Regions from separate parts of the Podarcis muralis genome. Here region 1 is linked to region 2. Evidence: chromatin contacts called from public Hi-C data. All regions are on one chromosome and are shown on one strand. The core of a region is the stretch at or near the end of the contact, and the rest is flanking DNA. Distances in the headings are between cores, read along the strand shown. Region 1 holds the start of EYA3 (EYA transcriptional coactivator and phosphatase 3). Region 2 holds the start of STX12 (syntaxin 12).

The links. Hi-C and Micro-C count contacts between places; a contact is called where the count stands out from the background.
Region 1: a contact with region 2 is called in a Hi-C map of tail, with 3 times the contacts expected there. The contact joins the promoter of EYA3 here to the promoter of STX12 in region 2. A contact is called at or near these places in 2 of 3 Hi-C or Micro-C datasets (blood and tail).

Annotation. Positions count from the first base shown.
Region 1 is chr7:71,692,873-71,699,869 of rPodMur119.hap1.1, forward strand. EYA3 (EYA transcriptional coactivator and phosphatase 3) reads right to left here and starts at 4,567. Exons shown (of 18, transcript XM_028742737.2): 1 at 4,413-4,567. It overlaps LOC144328458 (a long non-coding RNA gene), which reads left to right and starts at 4,732. Exons shown (of 2, transcript XR_013393731.1): 1 at 4,732-4,871.
Region 2 is chr7:71,549,319-71,556,042 of rPodMur119.hap1.1, forward strand. STX12 (syntaxin 12) reads left to right here and starts at 3,268. Exons shown (of 9, transcript XM_028742754.2): 1 at 3,268-3,571. The coding sequence starts at 3,463.

The sequences.
Region 1 (6,997 bases), core at 3,317-5,816, 140 kb after region 2:
CTGAAGGCCGCCAAGATTCTGGCACATCCTGCCTGTATAGATCTCTAGCAAGATCTTTTATATTTGTTTTCCAAAACATGTTTAGTGCTTTGCATTAGCCTATTCCTCTGACAAGAACGCTGTTCAAAGCAAGAAGCAGCCATGCCATTTGGCAGTAAGCAACCAGGTCTAGTGCTTTATGCTTTAGCAACCATGTTACCATAGTAACAGGCTCAAAACAATGCAGATAAAAATTATTTTGAAAAAAATCAAGAAAATCAGAATTTTACTGAAATCTAATTAAGTTTTCTTTTAAAATCATAGTCTCTTTTAAAAAACTGATATAAACTAAGATCTGAGTACAAGGCAAGTGTACGCTCATAATCTCATGGCTGTCCATCAGTATGTCTCACTGTTTAACAGTGAGTTAAAGCCTATTTTACTGTGGCCTGGAGAGAATCCTAGAGCCTCATTTGGCCCCATGCTCCCCCACCCCTGGCAAGCTCTTGCCCTACTCCCAAACTTGGAACTGGGGCAAAGAACCCTCTTAGCAATTGCTCTTCAGATATTATCTGAAGTTTGGACTGGCTTCAGAAACAAGGCCCTGCCACTCTGCCAAGTTGCTTGAGGAAGGGAACGATCCTGACTAAACATCAGGAATAACTTTCTGACAGGAAGAGCTGTTTTGACAGTGGAATGGACCCTTGGGAGGTGGTGGATTCTCCTTCCTTGGAGGCTCTGAAGCAGAGGTTGGACGACCATCTGTCATGGATGCTTTAGCTGAGATTCCTGCATTGCAGGGGGTTAGACTAGATGACCCTTGGGGTCCCTTCCAACTCCACAATTCTATGATGGGGTGGTTGTGTTTAACATTGTGACCATTTGTGTGAATGCTCCACTACACCATAAGCATTGTCAGGTGTACCTTACAATCTCCTAGCTAACCCAGATTTCAAAGGAATCCAGGTCTGTCTATATAGCATGCAAGATCATGTACACAAATGGCCACCATTACTCAGTTATTTTACCTGAGTCTTCATAGTTAGCTTCTGGGTCTTTCTTTCTGCTGCTGCAGGAACTATTTTCTTTTTGCTGTTGTTTTTATTAGACCCTCAAGATCCACCAACTGAAACCAGGTGTAAAAATATAGCCGAGGGGAGAAATATTCCTAGAATTAAGAAACAGGGTACCTCTGGTTACATGCTCAGGACAGGAATTTGTTTTCAATCCCAGAACTGAGCTGTTCTTTCCCACAAAAACTACAAGTATACCTCAGAGAATATATTGTTGGTTCAGTTCTAGATCACTACAGTAAAGCAGATTTTTGCAGTAAAGTGAGTCACTACTTTTTTGGTTCCCCCGTGCATATAAAAGTTATATTTTACCTATGGGACCGCCTCTCCTGGTATGTCCCATGGAGGACCTTAAGGTCTTCAAATAAAAACATCTTGGAGATCCTGGGCCACAGGGAGGTTAGGCTGGCCTCGACTAGAGCCAGGGCTTTTTTGGCTGTGGCCCCGATCTGGTGGAATGCTCTGTCACAAGAGACTAGGGCCCTGCAGGACTTGACATCTTTCCACGGGGCCTGCAAGATGGAGCTGTTCCACCAAGCCTTCGGCCAAGGCACAGTCTGACCCCTTCTGTAATCCTCATAGAACTCTAACTCAATGGTTGCCATTAATTTGATTCTGAATTGATTTAAGAATATATTTTAATTAATTGACTGTGTGATTTTATGTACACTGTGCTATTTTTACTTGTTGTTAGCCGCTCTGAGCCCGGCTTTGGTCAGGGAGGGCAGGATACAAATAAAAAATTATTATTATTATTATTATTATTATTATTATTATTATTATTATTATTATTCTGCAGTCAATTAAACCAGACAAACTCTGGGTGCAGGAGTTGGAGGGGTAAAACCCTAGCCAGTTCCACTCCCATGGCCAAAAGAGGGGCAGCAAGGGGCTTCTTTCCCCCATGTGGCTGGGCTGCTTGCAATTGCACCCACAGTCTCATAAGGAGCAATATATGTGAAGATGTAAGAACGATGTATGCTTGTACCCCCAATCTTTATCTCTTCACTCCACTTTTATTCCTCTCAACAATCTAATTTAAAAGAAAGATGCCTTTTATTTTATCTTCTGCAAATAACTTTGAAATCCAGGAATAGGCATCAAACCACATTCCCCACTCCTATTACAAGCACGTACTTCAGATCTCAGAACAGTCTTACAGGTTAATGCTTGAAGATTACATTACCCAAGCTGAACTTACAAGAATTGCCTGTTCCTGTAACATTTTAGCAGTTGAATGAATAAAATAAATAATACTAGAGTGACAGTGGTATGTCACAACTGTTAGAATGCCTCTGCTGGCAGAGCAAGTCCATGATGGAGCTCCAATACCTTTTGTAGCCATTAGGGTTTAAAATTAATTATTTTTCTGGTTCAGGTCTGACATATGTACCTTTTTCTTCAAATAGCAATAGGAAGTTGGTTCAGCGACATGTATCATCCCATTTTGTATCCCTTCCTAGGGATGTCTTAAAAATGTTTTGATATGCCAGGTATTTTTGAAGTGTTATTCCTGGTATTATTCCCATTGCAGTTCTGGATCCAGTATAGTTGATTTAAAAGATCGTCATGTGGTGAAATACCAGTACCATACAGCATTTTGCCACAACTGTTCTACCACTGCCCATTTGTGCCCAGGTTCAGGAATCTTTTCAACAAATTGAGATTCCCAGAGTCCACACAAGGGCAATCAAAAACACACACTTGGGAGTTGAAATTAACTTGGGGTACATAAATGGCAAAACAGATGCACAACTCCATCAACTGTGACCAACACATGCACATTTAAATGGCCACAGGTTTCCCTATCTCAAATACAGAAGCATGGACCATTCCTGTTTTGATTCCATTCACGTTTTCCAGCTTCACTTACTACTTCCAACCACCCCTCTCCCCTTTCAAATCAGCAGTGAACAAATAAGTGGTACCTCGGGTTACAAACGCTTCAGGTTACAGACTCCACTAACCCAGAAATAGTACCTCGGATTAAGAACTTTGCTTCAGGATAAGAACAGAAATCACATGGCGGCAGTGGGAGGCCCCATTAGTTAAAGTGGTGCTTCAGGTTAAGAACAGTTTCAGGTTAAGAACGGACCTCCAAAACGAATTAAGTTCTTAACCCGAGGTACCACTGTAAAGCTACAGACCACCAGAGAAAAGGCCCAACAACTACAACAGCATGACCTCTGAGCTGACATTTTACTTGTCATGAGTCCTATATTATTAGACTCATATCTTCTTTTAAGATAAAGGTAAAGGGACCCCTGACCATTAGGTCCAGTCGTGGCCGACTCTGGGGTTGCCGTGCTCATCTCGCTTTACTGGCCAAGGGAGCCGGCGTACAGCTTCCGGGTCATGTGGCCAGCATGACTAAGCCGCTTCTGGCGAACCAGAGCAGCGCACAGAAACATCGTTTACCTTCCCACCGGAGTGGTACCTATTTATCTACTTGCACTTTGACGTGCTTTCGAACTGCTAGGTTGGCAGGAGCAGGGACCGAGCAACGGGAGCTCACCCCGTCACAGGGATTCGAACCACTGACCTTCTGATCGGCAAGTCCTAGGCTCTGTGGTTTAACCCACAGCGATTTTCCTCAGGGACCCAACTACCCCTAAATAAGAGGTCCTTCAAGATCAGTCCAAAATTCTTATCTAGCCTAGAATCCAGACTGGCCAACCAGATATTGCCAGGGGTGGGTGGGTTGCACAAGCAGGACCTGAAAATAACAGCCCTTCCTCCACCTGGGTGCATCGCCACAGTCACATGGTATTCAGATACACTGCCCCTGAACATGGTGGCTCGATTTAAGCCACCAAAAATCACAATGCAAAGCAATGCCGTTGCTGTGTCCTCCCCCTCCTTTCAGAGGACCACACACCTTCTTCACCTTTGTGACTCTCGTCTGACCTCCAAAAAACCCCTATCAACCGTGTGACATTCGAAGTATGCTTTAGCTGCAGGAGTGAGAAACCTGCGGCCTTCATCAGCCTCCAATTCCCGCAAGCCCGCCCAACGGTCACGGCTGCTGAGGAGCTGTAGCGCGACACCATCTGCAGGGCCACAGCTTCTCTGCCCATGTTTTAAAGCCGTCACACGCATGATGTGGCAGTGAGTTCCACAGGTCCGCCACGCCGTTCCTGGGAGCGAGCAGCTCTCCCTCCCACCGCTCTCCTTCCCTCCCTCCCTCCTTGCGCTGACTGACAAGGTAACCGGCGAGCGAGGGGGGAGGAGCCACGCCAACAGCTGCCCGGGCCACGCCCACCGACCGCGAGCCGATCGCGCGAGAGGAAAGCGGAGCGGGTGAGGTGGGGGGGGAGGGCGGAGGAAAGGAGGCGGAGTAAGAGCTCTTTCCCCTCTCACCGTGACGAGTCGTTTGCGCGGCCGACCTCAGCACTGGGCGACATGGCAGCGGCGACGGACCGGACTCTCAGGGAAGAAAGGAAGAAAAAAGGAAAGGGAGGGAAGGAAGGAACCGAGACCCGCTTCGGCAAACCTCGGCTAGGCTTCACACCCGGAAGCGGAAGTTCTGTGCCGGAAGTGACGAGAGGGGAAAGCGGGGATTTGGTTGGCCGAATCTTTGCTATGGGCTTCTCTGAGGCGAGTCCTTCTCTCTTCCCCCACCCCCACATGGCGCTTCGTTTCTGTCTTTCAAAGTGACCGTTGGTAGCCGGGGGCGGGGGAAGAGAGGAGCATGAGGCTTGGGCTGCGTGACTGTCAAGCAACGGCCCGCTTGGCCTCGCCTGCCTTCGCTCCCCGCTGAAGAGGCCGGTTAATTACAGCGTATGCGCCGCTTTTTTGCGGACCCGACCTTCGCCAAAGGTTAGCAAAGGGCGGCGGGGAACCAGCGGCCGTTCGCTTGCAGATGTGGCGGCGTTACTCGTCTCCGCCCCTAGGTGTCGCCCGCCGCAGCGGCTGCCTGCACGCCGTGCGATTCCCTCAAGGGAATCCTGGGAACTGTAGTTCAAGAGTGGTGGGAGGTAGAACTCTCGAGTGTGAACTGCAGTTCCCAGGATTCCTTGTGTGAAGTCGTGAGCTTTAGATAGTTGGTGTGCACGCAGCCGATTGTACTAAGCATAAATGCATGCATGCAATTTTTATTACGTTGTGCACTGCCCTGGTTTGCTTTAGGACATAGGGCAGTATATAAGAACTCTTATTTTTATTATTAGTCAGCCTACACAAGCCATTCTGAAACCCTTGGCAGGTTGGATTTTACTGGGAAAACCATAGCTTTTACTATACGGACCTTTGTTGGCAAGGTGATGTCTCAGCTTTTTAAGACGCTGTCTAGGTTTGCCATCGCCTTCCTCCCAAGAAGCAGGCGTCTTTTAATTTCGTGGCTGCTGTCACCATCTGCAGTGATCATGGAGCCCAAGAAAGTAAAATCTCTCACTGCCTCCATTTCTTCCCCTTCTATTTGCCAGGAGGTGATGGGACCAGTGGCCATGATCTTCGTTTTTTTGATGTTCTTTAATTCCTCCTCACTTTCTGCCATCAAGGTTGTGTCATCTGCATATCTGAGGTTGTTGATATTTCTTCCGGCAATCTTAATTCCGGCTAGGGATTCATCCAGCCCAGCCTTTCGCATGATGAATTCTGCATATAAGTTAAATAAGCAGGGAGACAATATACAGCCTTGCCGTACTCCTTTCCCAATGTTGAACCAATCAGTTGTTCCATATCCAGTTCTAACTGTAGCTTCTTGTCCCACATAGAGATATCTCAGGAGACAGATGAGGTGATCAGGCACTCCCATTTCTTTAAGAACTTGCCATAGTTTGCTGTGGTCGACACAGTCAAAGGCTTTTGCATAGTCAATGAAGCAGAAGTAGATGTCTTTCTGAAACTCTCTAGCTTTCTCCATAATCCAGCGCATGTTTGCAATTTGGTCTCTGGTTCCTCTGCCCTTTCGAAATCCAGCTTGCACTTCTGGGAGTTCTCGCTCCATATACTGCTTAAGCCTGCTTGTAGAATTTTAAGCATAACCTTGCTAGCGTGTGAAATGAGTGCAATTGTGCAGTAGTTGGAGCATTCTTTGGCACTGCCCTTCTTTGGGATTGGGATGTAGACTGATCTTCTCCAATCCTCTGGCCACTGCTGAGTTTTCCAAACTTGCTGGCATATTGAGTGTAGCACCTTAACAGCATCATCTTTTAAAATTTTAAATAGTTCAGCTGGAATACCATCACTTCCACTGGCCTTGTTATTTGCAGTGCTTTCTAAGGCCCGTTTGACTTCACTCTCCAGGATGTCTGGCTCAAGGTCAGCAACCACACTACCTGGGGTATACAAGCCATCCATATCTTTCTGGTATAATTCCTCTGTGTATTCTTGCCACCTCTTCTTAATGTCTTCTGCTTCTGTTAGGTCCTTACCATTTCTGTCCTTTATTATGGTAATCTTTGTACGAAATGTTCCTTTCATATCTCCAATTTTCTTGAACAGATCTCTGGTTCTTCCCATTCTGTTGTTTTCCTCTATTTCTTTGCATTGCTCGTTTAAGAAGGCCTTCTTGTCTCTCCTTGCTATTTTTTGGAAATCTGCATTCAATTTCCTGTATCTTTCACTATCTCCCTCGCATTTTGCTTGCCTTCTCTCTCCCGCTATTTGTAAGGCCTCATTGGACAGCCACTTTGCTTTCTTGCATTTCTTTTTCTTTTTTGATTTTATTACTGTGAGGCTACTGATGTGCTCTGATGTATTAGGATGGTAAGGCTTGTTCTGTAATAATACAGAAAGTTTATACCAAAAAAAACCCCCAAAACCTTTCCGAAATAAAAAGTTTGAGAGCAAAAGCCAAAACCCCTTTCTATTATGATATGGACATATTATAGATACTTTCCCCACAGCTCTTGGGATGGAGAACATTTCTATCCTGTAGATTGCTGAAACCAAGATCAGAGGTCACCTCCTGCAATGGTCTTGTTGAACAGCAAAGGGTTAGA
Region 2 (6,724 bases), core at 2,018-4,517:
ATGCAGTAGTATGATTGGTCCACAGGAGCCACCCAATCCAACTCCAGGTGGAAGTGAAGTCGCAACCTGATTGGCCTACAGGAGAATCCCGGAATTAGCCAATCATGTGGCGCCCACTGTGTAAATAATGTATATAAAGCAGACATTTTGGGGGAACTTCCATTCCTCACTACTATGAGCTGAATAAAGAGCATGAAATCCATACTCAACTCTGAGTATATTTCAGCAACCCACCCCGCACACTGGAGAGTGACACAGCCATGGCTTCATCTTCGCAGGGGGGGGGTAGCAGAATGACTAAGCCCAAGTTGGACCAAATTGGTGTATAAATGGGTGCTGATGCCACCACATGACAGCACTGAGACCAGCTTAGAGTCAAGCAGATCCTCTTGGCTAATTAAGCTGAGATGTGATTGTCTGAACACAACTTCATTGTGTGTTTATAAATTGGGTCTGCCAGTGCTTGAGAATCCCAGTCTGATGAAAGAAAAGTACTCTATTGAATTATTACTTTACTATGTATTAAATTTCTATACCGCCCTTCATCCAAGGATCACAGAGCTGTTATAACATAAAAAGCACAAAAATATGTAACATAGTAACAAACATACACCCATTTAAAAGGCCAGATTGCTTAATGGCCCAAAAGTCTGGGAGAAAAATGCTGATGCTGAAAGATATATAACGAAGGTGCCAGGTGAATCTCCACAAAGGGGCAGCCACTGCAGAAAAGGCATGATCTCATGTTGCCACCCTCTGGACCTCTCATGGAGGAGTTTAATTGATTTTGTTGTTTTCCTGTAAACTGCTTTGAGGTTTTGTTTTTGTTTTTGTTTTTCTGGTTCATATGCGGAGAGGTGGTCCTTGAGGTATTACGGTCCTGAGCCGTTTAAGGCTTTATAGGTCAAAACCAGCACTTTAAATTGGGCCTGGAAACTAATTGGCAGCCAGTGCTGTCGGGCCAGTGCAGTTACTGTGGCAATCCAGATGTTGCTGGAGTAGAATTCTCATTTTCCCTGACGGTTGCCCATGCTGGCTGTGGCTGATGGGATTTGGAATCCAACAGGTTTCCCATCTCTATACGCTCATTTTTTTATTATTATATCACGTATCATAGAGCTGATCCCTAAGAAGAGATTCTAGGGCTAAGTGCTGCTATAAATTAAGCCTTGCAATACAACAGATACAACCAGTTAACAGTGAATTTGGGGGCATCTTAAAGACTCAACAGATTTATTGTGGCATAAGCTTTCATGGACCAGAGTCCACCACATCAGATGCATTCAGTTGGCAGATATATAAATACATAAATTATGAACAGGTGGAGCCAAATGGAAACGACGACTTCTGTGCCTTCCAATTTGCATGAGTAATGACTGCACCTCTCACATTTTATTACCTTTTTGGCTCTGTTTTACAACTCCCCATGCAAGCATATACTGTATCTGCCACTTCATGAATATGATTTGACACTAGCTCACAAAAACTTCTGATGCCACTGTCAAACTATTAAAGGTACAGTGGTGCCTCGCAAGACAAAATTAATTCGTTCCGCGAGTTTTGTCGTCTTGCGATTTTTTTCGTCTTGCGAAGCATGGTGTCGGGAAAGTTTTGGAAAAGCTTCAAAAATCGCCAGTCTTTAAAAACCTCAAAAAAGGCTACCACACCGCGTTCTATAAGTTGCTCCTCGAAGTCAAGTTGCAACTGTATTAACGGTGTTAAGAAAAAGGAAACAAACTTGCAAGACGTTTCCGTCTTGCGAAGCAAGCCCATAGGGAAAATCGTCTTGCGAAGCAGCTCAAAAAACAAAAAACCTTTTCGTCTAGTGAGTTTTTTGTCTTGCGAGGCATTCGTCTTGCAAGGTATCACTGTACTATGGACTATTGTTTCTGCAGCAACAACTAATAGTGCAATATTACACCGAAGGCAGCAATTCAATGCGCACCATCCTGAATATAGTGGGATTTCCAATTAATTAAACTTATAATGAAATGTGCTGGATAGGCTGCTATCCTGCCCAAGCCTACTTCCGAGGAAGCCTTGCTGAACTCACTGCTAACGCATGTCAGTACTTAGAATAAACAATCTTGTTTCTCAGTAAATTTGCAGAGGATTCTTGTGCCGATGCAATCCTATGTACATTCACCTGGGAGCAAATTCCTCTGAGCACAGTGGAACTTGCCTCTCAAGGAGCATGCACAGAATTTCGTGCCAGAGATGCAATCCGGTGCACGTTGATCTGGAAGCAGGGCTCACTGCATACACCGACAGTTACCCCCAGGAAAATATGTTGTTGTTTGTTGTTGTTTAATTGTTTAGTCATGTCCGACTCTTCGTGACCCCATGGACCAGAGCACGCCAGGCACTCCTGTCTTCCACTGCCTCCTGCAGTTTGGTGAAGCTCATGTTGGTAGCTTGGAGAACACTGTCCAACCATCTCGTCCTCTGTCGTCACCTCCTACTTGTGCCCTCAATCTTTCCCAACATCAGGGTCTTTTCGAGGGAGTCTTCTCTTCTCATGAGGTGGCCAAAGTACTGGAGCCTCAGCTTCACGATCTGTCCTTCCAGTGAGCACTCAGGGCTGATTTCCTTCAGAATGGATAGGTTTGATCTTCTTGCAGTCCATGGGACTCTCAAGAGTCTCCTCCAGCACCATAATTCAAAAGCATCCATTCTTCGGTGATCAGCCTTCTTTATGGCCCAGCTCTCACTTCCATACATCACTAAAGGGAAAACTTTACGGACATTTGTTGGCAAGGTGATGTCTCTGCTTTTTAAGATGCTGTCTAGGTTTTGTCATCGCCTTTCTCCCAAGAAGCAGGCATCTTTTATATCATACGGATAATCGTGCTTTTGACCTGGAGAGGAGCCTTATAAAAAAATGCCTGGCAAGGCGCAGCTGAAGCCAAGGGCCGCCCGCATAATCTGTGGGGGCACCAGAAAAATAATGCACGAGCGGGGCGCAAAAGGGGCAATGTGTATTTCTGCATATTAACGGGTGCGGAAGCAGCTCCATGGGGCCCCCTATATCCGCCCTTGGACGTACAGTACATTCACTACAAAGGCGTCGTCCGCGGTTGCGGCCTGCCCCAAAGCAGCGACATCTCCGAGCCGCATCCCGTTGCCATGACGCCCAGCCTCCATTTTTTTTCAGGCCGCGCGCGTCTTGCTGGGCGGGGCGAGGAGGGGAACGCGACGCACGCGCAGAACCCGCCTAGGAAAGGGGAAGCCGAGGGCAGGTCGCGTCGCAGGCTGTCACTTGCGGGGCGGGTGCGCGCATTTCTTTCCCGCGCCTGCGCGGAGCAGGGGAAAAGAAGGCAGGGCCTTGTCCTTTGCGCGTGCGTCTTCGTGAAGGCGGCGGAAGCGGCGCTAGTCAGATTCGGCTGACCCTGACACAGATCCCGTGTTGTTTATCGTGTGTTTTCCCTTCTTTCGTTTTCTGTCCGGGTTTCAGGCTCGGCCATGTCGTACGGCCCGTTAGAGACGTACCGGCCCGGGGGGCTTCCGCCCCGGGACTTCAGCGCCATTATCCAGACCTGCAGCACCAATGTACAGCGCCTGGCACAATGCAGTGAGTGAAAACCGCTTCCTCCCCTTCCCCACACGACCCGCTGTGTCTTAAGTCTTGTCCCCTCAGGCCTCCTGAATTCTGTCCCCCGGCCGCCTAAACAATCTCTGTTACCGCCCCCCTGTCATGGGTTCCACCTCTCAACGCCGCCTTATCCTCCTCAGATTCGTCTTTTTTTCCCTTTTAAGATCCCGCCTTTCCGTTTACAATACGTTCAAGGCGGCTCACAGCTCCCTAAGGCAATTTTTCGACCTTCTGTAAACTTGATTCCTTTAGCTGCAGTGGCAGGCAGTTCCAAGGGCCCCCTTTTAGCGAACTTTAATCCGCAGGGACTGCCCGCTCTCTGCCCCGATGGTCTATTAAAGACAGTATTTAAAACCGATAGAAAGCCATTATAATCACTCACCCCCATGGCTTTCTCTTTTTTTTTTAAAGGCCCACTTTTCCCCCAATAGGTCCGTCCCCCCCCCCCTTATCTACACCCCCACACACACCCCTTTCCTTCGTGTTTCTGTCCTAAGGGTTCTTTTATTTATTTGGTTTGGTCTGCATCATAAAGTATTGCTTTCAAAAAACACAGTAGACCAACATAAACAAGAGGAAGCAAGATCTGTATTTATAAAAAAAGAAGAAGTTAAAGCCACAGGCAGTCTCATTATTCATATTCAGTATGAGTGGGAGAATTATTGCAAAGGGATGAGTCAATCTCTGCTCATTGCTACCTTGCCCATGCTTCACCTAATAGGTTCCTAACAATTCTAAATATCACTGAGGCCGCTTCACGTGTTCTTTGTTGACTAAAAGGCGATCACTTCATTGTAGTCAAGAGGTGTGACCTGCATATAGAATATAATGGCCCTGTGGTTATGTATTTCATTGTGTGTCTTAATTCTGCCAAACCATTGACATCTCTTCTGGTTTCCCTATGTGTACATGTAGCAAAATACACTTGCATGTGATCACTGCGTAACAGTCTCTATATATTGTTTCCAGCTACACAAAAGTGCTTTTGAGGAAGGCAAGAACAGTCTCTGAAATTGTCTTGAGTCTAGTTAGTAAGGGCCCATCCAACCTTATCTTAATATGGAATATGTACCATTTAATTCCCCCTCATCTATACAATCATCACCAGAGAGAGCTGCTGTCCCAAACTTTTTCCTTCCTAAATCTGAAGTTTCCCTGTCTTTCAAAAATCCAAAAAGGACATATGCTTCCTTTTAAAAGTGCCCCTGTCAGCTTGGGGCATCTTTGGTTCTCTCTCTCTTTTTTTTTTTTAATATGAAGCAACTTCTTCAGAGGTGGGGTTGCTTGAAACAGCATATAGTGGAAAACAGGGAGAATGGATGCCAAAACTCTGGGTTAAAATCACATCAGAATATAAACTGTTCAAGTATAGATTGTAAGAGGACAAAGCCCTTATGTAAAACGAGGATTTTGTGGGCAAATCGGGATGGGCCCTAAGAGACCTATTTGCCATGTTGTTTCTTTGACTTTTATTTATGCCTAGAGCTCACCCAGTCTTAAGTCTGACAACAGTGCCTAGAAAATATACATAGATCCCATTCTCCTGCTCCCATTTAGAAACCCTACAGAAGGAAGGAAGGACAGACTTCTTGAGCTTTGAAAGACTTTCCAATTTTTATGTATAAATTAACGTCTGAAGTGGAAATGTAGAGAGGAGCACAGCTACAGTCATACCTCAGGTTACAGCTGCTTCAGGTTGCGTTTTTCAGGTTGCGGACTACCGAAACCCGGAAGTACTGGAACGGGTTACTTCCGGGTTTAGGCAGTCGCGCATGCGCAGAAGCGCTAAATCACGCTTTGCGCGTGCACAGAAGCGCCAAATCGCAGCCCGTGTGTGCGCAGATGCGGGTTGCGAATGTGCATCCCGCACGGATCACATTTGCAACCCAAGCGTCCACTGTACTACTTTTGTGGCTGGGAAAAAATAATCTTGCAGCTCCCACTCTACTGCACTGCACCCTTTCCACTAGTCCTGATCTTAGATGCTGTGGCGCTAAATAAGGGCGGGGGGGGGGGGAGTAGACAATTTGCATAAGCAGTTAGTTTCAAGAATTAGCTACCTTTAGTAACATTTGCGTCTGCTTTGATATTGGTATGTATATATATAGAACAATCTCCAGAGGTTACATTTTGCCTCTGTAGTTCATTACTGGGAGCATGAGAAGTATGCTAGAAAAAAACCAAGTGCCCTTTCCCCAGATGCATCCCATGTTTTATTTTTTAATATTGTAAACCACTCTGATTTTTTAATATAAATAATGGTGTATAAATATTTTAGTAAATAAATTATTTGTTACATATGTTTCTCATCTTTCTATCAAAAAATGCCCGAAGCAGCTATTACCAAGGCACACAAAAACAAAGCAATATATCACAATAAAACTATATAAGATCAGGTTAAGGTGTTCAGTGTGAGGCAGAAAAGGTCCTCCTTTCCTTCCACTCTGCAGTTTTAATCTGAAATCTTAGGCACAGTATTGCGCCCAGAACTCAGAAACTACTCGTGCTAATGAAATTCCCTGGTGCAAAATGTGCCTAGAACAATGGGAGTTTCAAACACTGGGTGGCTCCATTTGGGGTCAAACAGCCAGGGGGACAAAACTGAACCCTGTAGGAAACCACAGGTCAACTTCTACGGCATTGAGCAACAATTGCCTGATGCTGTTCCCAGGAAACAGTCCCGGTACTAGGAGCCGACACACTGTAACATGGTATTGTCTACTTCCCACTCACCGAATCACTCAAGGGGTTTACTTTGGTTGATGGTATCAAAAGCTGCTGAGAGTAAGAGAACCAGCGGGGTTGCCATCCTCCTGCCCTTCTGCCACCTAGGTGTCCAGTGCACTTTAGGTGTTATACCTGGACTTGAAGCTGGACTGAAATTGGCCTAGATAATCCACATCTTCTGAGCAGACTTGTAGCTGAACTGCAGCCACACTCTGAAGCTAATTGATTAGGAAGCTGTGGCCCAGTTTGCACATAATGCTAAACTGTGGTTTGATGAGCCTCTGTGAGCACAAAGTGTTTGGCTTGCATGCTTCCCATCCCATGTAGCCATAAGATGGGGAGCAGCAGCATGCGAGTATGACACTTTCTTGGGTTCATAGAGATTTGTCCACCTAACACTAAACC